Regions from separate parts of the Mus musculus genome. Here region 1 is linked to region 2. Evidence: chromatin contacts called from public HiChIP or PLAC-seq data. All regions are on one chromosome and are shown on one strand. Each heading gives the region's core, a stretch centred on a gene start, on an enhancer-like site or on the middle of the called end of the contact. The rest is flanking DNA. Distances are from core to core; before and after follow the strand shown.

Region 1 (3,523 bases), core at 162-2,661, 85 kb after region 2:
TTGTGGGGAATTTATTACATTTATTTCCCCTTTCTTCCCTCAGAACCCTCCAATATACTCCCCTTTGCTTTCTTTCACATCCACGGCCTCTTTTTCAATTGTTGTTACCTGTGTGAATAAACACAACCTGTTCGGAATGCTTAATGTTACTTGTATGTATATGGTTTTAGAGTTGGCCATTATTGGATAATTAATTGGTGTACTCTTCCCGAGGAAGACTATCTCTCTTGCTCTCAGCATTCCTGTGTATGGTAGGCTTTGTATGGATGGGCTTTCCCCATTCGTGTTAGCATGGCTATTGGAGCTGTTCTTGTTCAGCTCACACTTCAGCAGCCACTCTGGTAAGACTTCGATGGGTGTAGCCTCTGACATTTCTAGGAGACACAATCTTACAACAAACTCCCTCTCTTATAGTCTTTCTGTCCCCTCTTCCACAATGATCCCTGTGTATAAGGTACAGAAGTTGTGTTATCTGTCTATCAGTTGGGGTTGGGCTGCACAGTTCTGCATTTTGACCTGTTATGTTTTTCTGTAATGGTCACTATCTGTTGCAAAGAACTTTCCTTGGTGATGGATGAAGGATAAAGTTATATGTGGGTATAAGGACAAATAGTTAAAATGTAGTTAGGAATTGTGCTAGTTTAATAGGGTGGCAATTGTAGGTTCTCCTCAAGGCCCATGGTCTACCTAGCACTGGGTAATTGGCTAGGTTCCCCTACTGACCACTTAAAGTGACACTGGAGAGAAATGGCCTCTCAGTTCTGAGGTGTTGGCCTTTCATGTGGACACCAAATTCTATCAGTGGCCATGCTTCTTTTTGACAACTTAATTTGACTTTGCGTCCACCTAGTACAGGAATAGATTTCCTATCAACTATGTCCAGATTTTGGTTCCATTACAAGTTCTTCCTGTATTTTCCGTTTCATATGTCCTGCCTTCCCCTTTCTTTGGCTTTGTGTGACGGGGCTGTAAATGACACCTCCTCCGATGTACTTTCTTTTTGGATCAATAAGGAAGGTGATGGAAGGAAGGATGATTTTCTTAAGAGCTTAATGAGAAAAAAAATAGCAGTTCAAATACAGAAATGAAACCACAAATTGCTAGCCTTGGGGTTTAGTGGCAGCAATCTTTGGCAAGGTTCCATGACCCTAGGGTGAATTGTTTCCTTGCCTGGGTTTCTGTTCCTCTGCCATGAGGGGAAAAGCCATCCCCTTCAGAGGATTTTTCCAAGCTCCTGATTCTGATGTCACTAAGAACCGGTAGAGATTGAGAGGGAGCAGCAGTTCCAGCCAACAGTGACTTCATTTTTTTTTTTTTTATGTCTATGGCAAAGCTCCCTGGAGCAAGCCTTCTCAGCAAGCAGATTTCCCTCCTGTCCTGGGATTCTGTGACCCACTTTTCTTCTTACTCATAGTCAAGGGAGTGGCCTGCTCAACTCATCATGCTCTTGGCACTCTTTGTTTACTTTCACCCCGGGGGCTGTGCAGCCTTTGGCAAGGGCATCATGGTTTAGAAAATCCTGTGGACTTCTTTCAAATAGCTGCCATCTACCCATCCCCCACTTTCTCAATGGCCTTCTGGTACTTTTCTTTTGTACCGGGGTAAGAACTCATCTATTAGCTTGTTGGAACGATGGTCATAAGAGATTGCTGTAACCCACTAGCTTTTGTGTATAGTTATCTGACTTGGTCATTCTATCTCCTTGGCAGGTCACTTGCCTTATCCAGTCTCTGCTTCAGTTATATTTTATATGTATTAGGAGGAACACTGCCATGGGATTAAGATTTTGTGACTTTATTTCAGCCATAAAGCCCATTGCTCACTTTCTCACGTGTATCTTATCTTAGATCTAAGTTTGAAACGAGTTCATTTCTGCAAGTTGAAGTTGTGAGTGAACCTCTTGTGTGCCTGTACCCTGGACGTCTTCAGGGACCCTAATAGGTGTTTTTGTCTTCTCTCATGCTGCCCTTACATCTTTGTCTCACCATTGCCTTTGTTTTGGTCCCTAATCATGGCTGGAGCCCAGTTTCTTCTCCCTTCTTGCAGTTTGATCTTGTAACCTTCCCCACTTCTCCTGTCTTAGAAGCTCTTGGCCGTGGAGCCATGATCGATGCCTCGGACAGGGTGAGATTTTATTTTCTGAGTGATGGTTTCTTTTGCAGTTCCAGTTTGGTGGATCCAGCTTCCAGTGTGATTGATATGTCCCAGGAAAGTACGAGGACTCCAGCTGTGTCTCTGCCCAAGGTAGATGGAGCCCAGATGGTTAAAATCTCATTATCGGCAAGAGTGCCAAATTTCCCATCATGTTAAAGCAAAACAAAATACAGAGACTCCTATAATTCATTGTGTGCATCAGATGTACATAATTTGGGTATTTAGTTTAAGAAGTTACTCCGGGGGTGGATAAAGTTGATAATTATTATGTTTGTGTTGCTAAAGGTCCAGCTTTCTTTCTGTCCCCAATAGTTAAACAATTTAAGGGCAGAAGAGATGGGTTGCCTTAGTGCTGAAGAGAGTTCACTGTTCATGCAGAGGACATGAGATTCTTAACTGCCTGTAACTCCAGCTCCAGAGACCCAATGCTTCTGGCTTCTGTGAGCCCCTGCATGCTCAGTACCCACCCCCATCACATACACATAATTAAACCTTAAAATTGTTTTTAGAAGAGCCAGGTGGTGACCCATCATTTAATCCCAGGCCTTGGGATGAGCAGAGAACAGACACAGTAAGATCTCTGGGAGTTCCAGGCCAGCTTAGGACGCATAGTGAGACTCTGGTAAAAAAGTGAAAGGTAAAAATCCTCTATGGCATTGCCGTTCGTGGGCTATGGAATGTGGCTTGTCCATTCTACCACGGTCCTTACTTTTAGGCATAGCTTCTCGAATGTCTCTTGGAGGTCTGTTTCCAGGAGAAACTGACTATTTGTAAAACTACAAGCAGTCATCATTTATAGTCAGTTATATTAATATGAAAAATCAGAGGCAGGAATGTTGTGAAGCCTAGGCCATTGTGTAGCCTGTGTAGGAAGGCCCTGTCTCAAAACAGCAACAAAGCCAGTCTGAACGTACTTAAGCCTGTGTTTTCAGAGTTGTCCATAGTAATGATGATGAAGCGCCTCAAGATGACTGAAGTCATCATGCAAGTAACTTTGAAAGAACGGTTATCTAATGTAGTAAGTAAGTCATGTGGTAGGAAGGGCCCTACTGAGAATCTGACCTAGTTAGAAAGCTAGGATTTCCTTGCCCTTGACCAGACCTTTACTATCAATCAGGGTCGTTGTTACCAATAAAATGCACTTCTGATCTGACTCAAAGGACTTTGGCTATGCATATACTTTATATAATTGTACCTATGTCTTTTGTATTATGCAGAGTAATTTTATGCTAACCAAACTAAACAGTTGCTCTAGGCCCTAACATGCCTAGATTGGACTGGTTAAAGCTATCAAATATGTGTGCTCATAAGCATTTGGTAACACGGGGTCGCTGTTATGACATTTAAACCACGTTTAATAAACACAATT
Region 2 (3,946 bases), core at 210-2,709:
GCAGGGGAGAATAGGACCAAGTTGAAATTCTATGTTAAGTAAAGGCTTTGGGACAGGGCAGGGAAAGGGTCGGGGGTTGGAGTGTAGAGTCTGTGTGTGGCCCCTTCCCTGAACAGGTCATTTGTTGCTATGCACTCTTGCAGGAGCAAGGTTGTCCTGCCTCTGTGTAGTCCCTTGTAGAGTTGGGGCACAGGTGTTGGTCCCCCTTGAGTATCATCCCTCGTGGGATGGCTATAGTGCCTACTCAACCTTCGTAGTTCCTTTCATCAACATGAGTTATAGGCTTGCATCTATGCCTGCCCTTGCATAGGTGGCCAGGTACCAGGCCTGTCTCTGTGATGTCTACTCCAGAGAGTGGCTCAGACCAGATTTCTATGTCACAGAACACTGTGCGTTCTGATCCAAAGTTTCTTGCCTACTCAGAGGCATTCTGTGGGCCAGATCTCAGAGTGGTCCAGTGATATCTGCTCTGGGTTCTCTCAGTAAACCAGGCAGACCAGGACCTCTGCTTCTGAGCTGAGTCCTCGACTAGCCTGCTTTCCAAAATTCCCTTTCTCTCTTTGTAACTGAGACCACTGTTTTTCTGCTAATACCCATTTCTGAGATGGCAGTTGTCCAGCTGTTGTTTGCTCCCTAGAGATCCTAGCAGTTTGTGCCTGGCTGTCACCTGCCACCTTTTTTTTCTCCCGTTTTTGTTTGTTTTATGATGTTTTTGAAAAAAAAAAAAAACTAAGCCACCAAAAACTCTCCAGAGTGATACATGAATTGTTTTTGTATTTTGGATAAGATTTGACTCCGTTTTTAAAACAAAAATACCGAAAGTATCGATTTTCCCTTAATTGGCTTCTGTTTGAGGACTTATTTCTTAGCTCTTTTCCTTCCCCCTCGGAATTTTGAGGACTTATTTCTTAGTTTTTTTCCTTCCCTCTTGGAGTTTTGCACACTGGCGTGACAAATGTGTGACAAATGGCCGTCACTGCTGAAAACTCCACTCCTCAAATTCAAATATTTGCCGAGCTTATCTATTCCAAAACTGACAGATGCTTTCTATCTTTTGTTTGCTTTTTAGCTGACGTCCCTTATATGTCTCATCTTGGTGAACTTAGGCCTCTTTCTGGAGTGACTGCTTAAGCACACTGTGACTGAATCATATATTCCAGCACGGCTCACCAGCCAGTAGCTCTGCTGTTGCTAACTGACTTACTGATTTACAAACGCTCACCATCAGTACCTGTCTTGGGTCCAAGCTGAGACCCGTGAATGAGACCCAGAGACACAGAACTGAAAGCTAAGCAATAGCCACACATACTTGAGTTTGGGGAAGAGCTCTGAGGCAGACCATCTTAGCTTTATTTCTCCTAAAAAGTTGATCTAAGACATCGTATAAAGGTAGCTTAGACCGGAAGTGATCCCAAGAAGCCGGTCAGAAAGTGAAACAGGAAAAGGTGTGCTGGTGGGTGGGTCCTGTTGTGAGCAACAAGAATTCCACCTGATTTCTGATATCCTGAGCGGTCGTTTAGACAAACTTCAGGGTTGTCCCGTTGAGGGATAGGGTAGTTAGGGGATCCTTGGATTCTTGTCTTCATAGTTTGAAAGACACTTCTGAGAAACTTGTGTCTTCCTAGAGGAGAGGCGTGTACACAGTGAGATGTGTACACAAGGACTGACCCCGCACTGCCGACTGGACGAGGTGATGTGTCCAGAGTATCACTCTCAATAGAGAGTGAAGGATCTTTGATGTGATGGGCTATCACAGCTATGTACTGATGATGTAGTGGTATGGTATGCGTTGCAGATTCTGAAGGGCATATGTCCCTTTATTATTAACGCCAAGTGAAATAAATTAGTGAGATACACAATTCCCTGGTCAATTTAGTTTAATTAATTGTTTGATATCCCGCAGACAACTAGTGTTCAGAGTATAGTCTTCAACTATCACAGTCAACATCACCGGAAACTAATTAGGAAAGTAAATTCTTGGTCTCCCACCTAGTCTCTGAAGGTAGGACGTACCTTCCTACCACTCTGAAGGTAGGACGTAAAAGTCCTTGGCAAGCTCTCCAGATAATCCTAATATACATTCAAGGTCAAGCACCATGAATATAAATAACATACCATGTCAAAACACACTTTTGTGCCCATTGTGCAAAAACATAATTTTTATGCTAATTTGGGGGCAGGAACAAACTGGGTATGGAGGGTACTTTCAGGTTCCTGTCCTAGTTGGGCAGTGAGAAGCTTGGACTAATAATACAGTGACATTTAAAACTAAAAACTGAAAATAAAAGCAGTGGAATACGTTAAAAATATGCTGGACCCTCAGTATGTCAAAAATGACACACACTCAGTACATTAACAAACGCACATCCAGCACATGAAAACACTGGGTCCTTAGAGATAGCAGCTGAGCACCCTGCCTTTGTACTTTGCCTACTGTGGCTTCCCACATCCCACTGTGGGTTATCATAGTCTTAAGCTGTTTTGTTTGAGAAATACCGTTGCAGAGGACCAGGATCCCTCTGTGATACGATCTGAGACATTAGACAGACTTACCCGTGGCCTACCCAATGATTATAACCCTGAGGCTGACCTGAGGGCCACAGATCTCAACTGTGTCCACAACCTCTGCATCCAGGAACTAATGTCAACCCTAAAAAATTTTAAAGTGAGTTGTTTTTTTAATTTTTAAGATTTATTTTGATTTTAAGAGTGTTTGCCTGTATAGCAGGTATGTGCCTGGTGCCCATGGGGGTCAGAAGAAGAAGGCTTTGGATATTGGATCTTCTGGAACTTGAGTTACAGACCATCTGGGCACTGGAAATGGAACCCAGGTTCTCTGGAAGAGCATCCCGCGCTCTGAACCACTGAGCCATCTCCCCAGCCCCAACTTTAGTTCTTGTCATACTCAGTTTCAGGAGCTGTTGAGAGGACGAAATGGAAGGTCAAAGGTGAACATACTTTATAAATTGCTAAGTCCCATTTAACTGAAAGGGATTATTGTGTGAGAAATGATCCTTCCAGGTAGATTTCCTTTGTACGTGGTGCCAGTGATAAGCAGAGATGGGGAATGTAGATAGTTAAATGGTCTGTGGTTTCTCCCTTCTCTTCGAGGGATGAGGATGTAAATTTTCTTCTTAATTAAAAGCCTGTTTACCAAGATGAGTCACCTTAAAGTGGAGTCAAGGCAGCTAGTCTGGTCATTCTAAACAGTTTGTGAAAGAAGTGCCTGGGTAGTTCCCTCTAAAGAGATAATTAGTTTCTCTTAATAATTTGCTGCCAACCAAATAATAATGAGAGCCAATTTTGGAATACGTTGATTTAGCATTTCTGACTGATTACATATTCAGAAGTTTGTAGAGTAACATTAGCTGATGTTTATGGGGCTTTTCCCCAGCCCAGATGAGGTTTCTGGGAGAAAACAATCTACCACGAAGCTGCCAGAGAAGTACCCAATAGAGTGTTTCATGGCTGCAGTTTGCTATCATGGAAGTGGTGAATAATCCCTTGTGGAGCATTTGAAAGACTATCTACTGGGAGCATCAAGTGTGTTTCCTGGAGTTAGACAGTAGCCAGATTTAAGGCCTACTTATTTCCACCCCCTCAGGTTGATAGAAGGTCAGACGATGTCTGAAAACTGTCATCCTAAGATAGGCATTTGCAGCTAAGTCTCGGTGTCCACACAGATGGTAGCTATCAGCAGCTACCAGCATTTCTGCCATTTTCTGTTTTCTGAGAGCCTTCTTCCCACTATCTGGTTCTTTAACCAGACAGTGATGAAGCCCATCAGAACTCTCTAAGGAGCAACCAAGTAGAGACCTGACAAGGATGTGGTCATGACTCACATTTGAGAGAAGAGACATCAGTGTTCCTGAACCCTGGGGTTGGCTATGCAGTTGTGGAGTAAGCTCCTGGAAGTGTGACCCTTCACCCGTGTGAAAAAGAGCTA

Evidence for each region. HiChIP or PLAC-seq counts read pairs in DNA pulled down with a chosen protein or histone mark.
Region 1: an HNF4G HiChIP or PLAC-seq map of pancreatic cancer cells shows a contact between it and region 2. The contact joins two enhancer-like sites. A contact is called at or near these places in 1 of 15 datasets of contacts at CTCF or cohesin (CD8 T cells), 9 of 484 Hi-C or Micro-C datasets (the AML12 cell line, bone marrow-derived macrophages, embryonic stem cells and 5 more), 5 of 115 datasets of contacts at active chromatin or transcription factors (CD8 T cells, double positive thymocytes, fibro-adipogenic progenitors and 2 more) and 3 of 9 other capture datasets (adipose tissue, liver and pancreatic islet).

The regions. Positions count from the first base shown.
Region 1 is chr7:90,369,295-90,372,817 of GRCm38.p6, forward strand. Sytl2 (synaptotagmin-like 2) reads left to right here. Exons shown (of 20, transcript NM_001368878.1): 5 at 2,163-2,244. Among named protein-coding and RNA genes, the nearest start is that of Ccdc89, 55 kb to the right of the region's middle. Within about 2 kb of position 1,412, at least 76 of the 459 cell types and tissues checked have an H3K27ac peak or open chromatin away from gene starts, as enhancers often do. A contact at or near this core is called in muscle stem cells and pancreatic cancer cells, where this site is marked.
Region 2 is chr7:90,283,867-90,287,812 of GRCm38.p6, forward strand. No RefSeq gene overlaps it. Among named protein-coding and RNA genes, the nearest start is that of Sytl2, 17 kb to the right of the region's middle. Within about 2 kb of position 1,460, at least 36 of the 459 cell types and tissues checked have an H3K27ac peak or open chromatin away from gene starts, as enhancers often do. A contact at or near this core is called in muscle stem cells and pancreatic cancer cells, where this site is marked.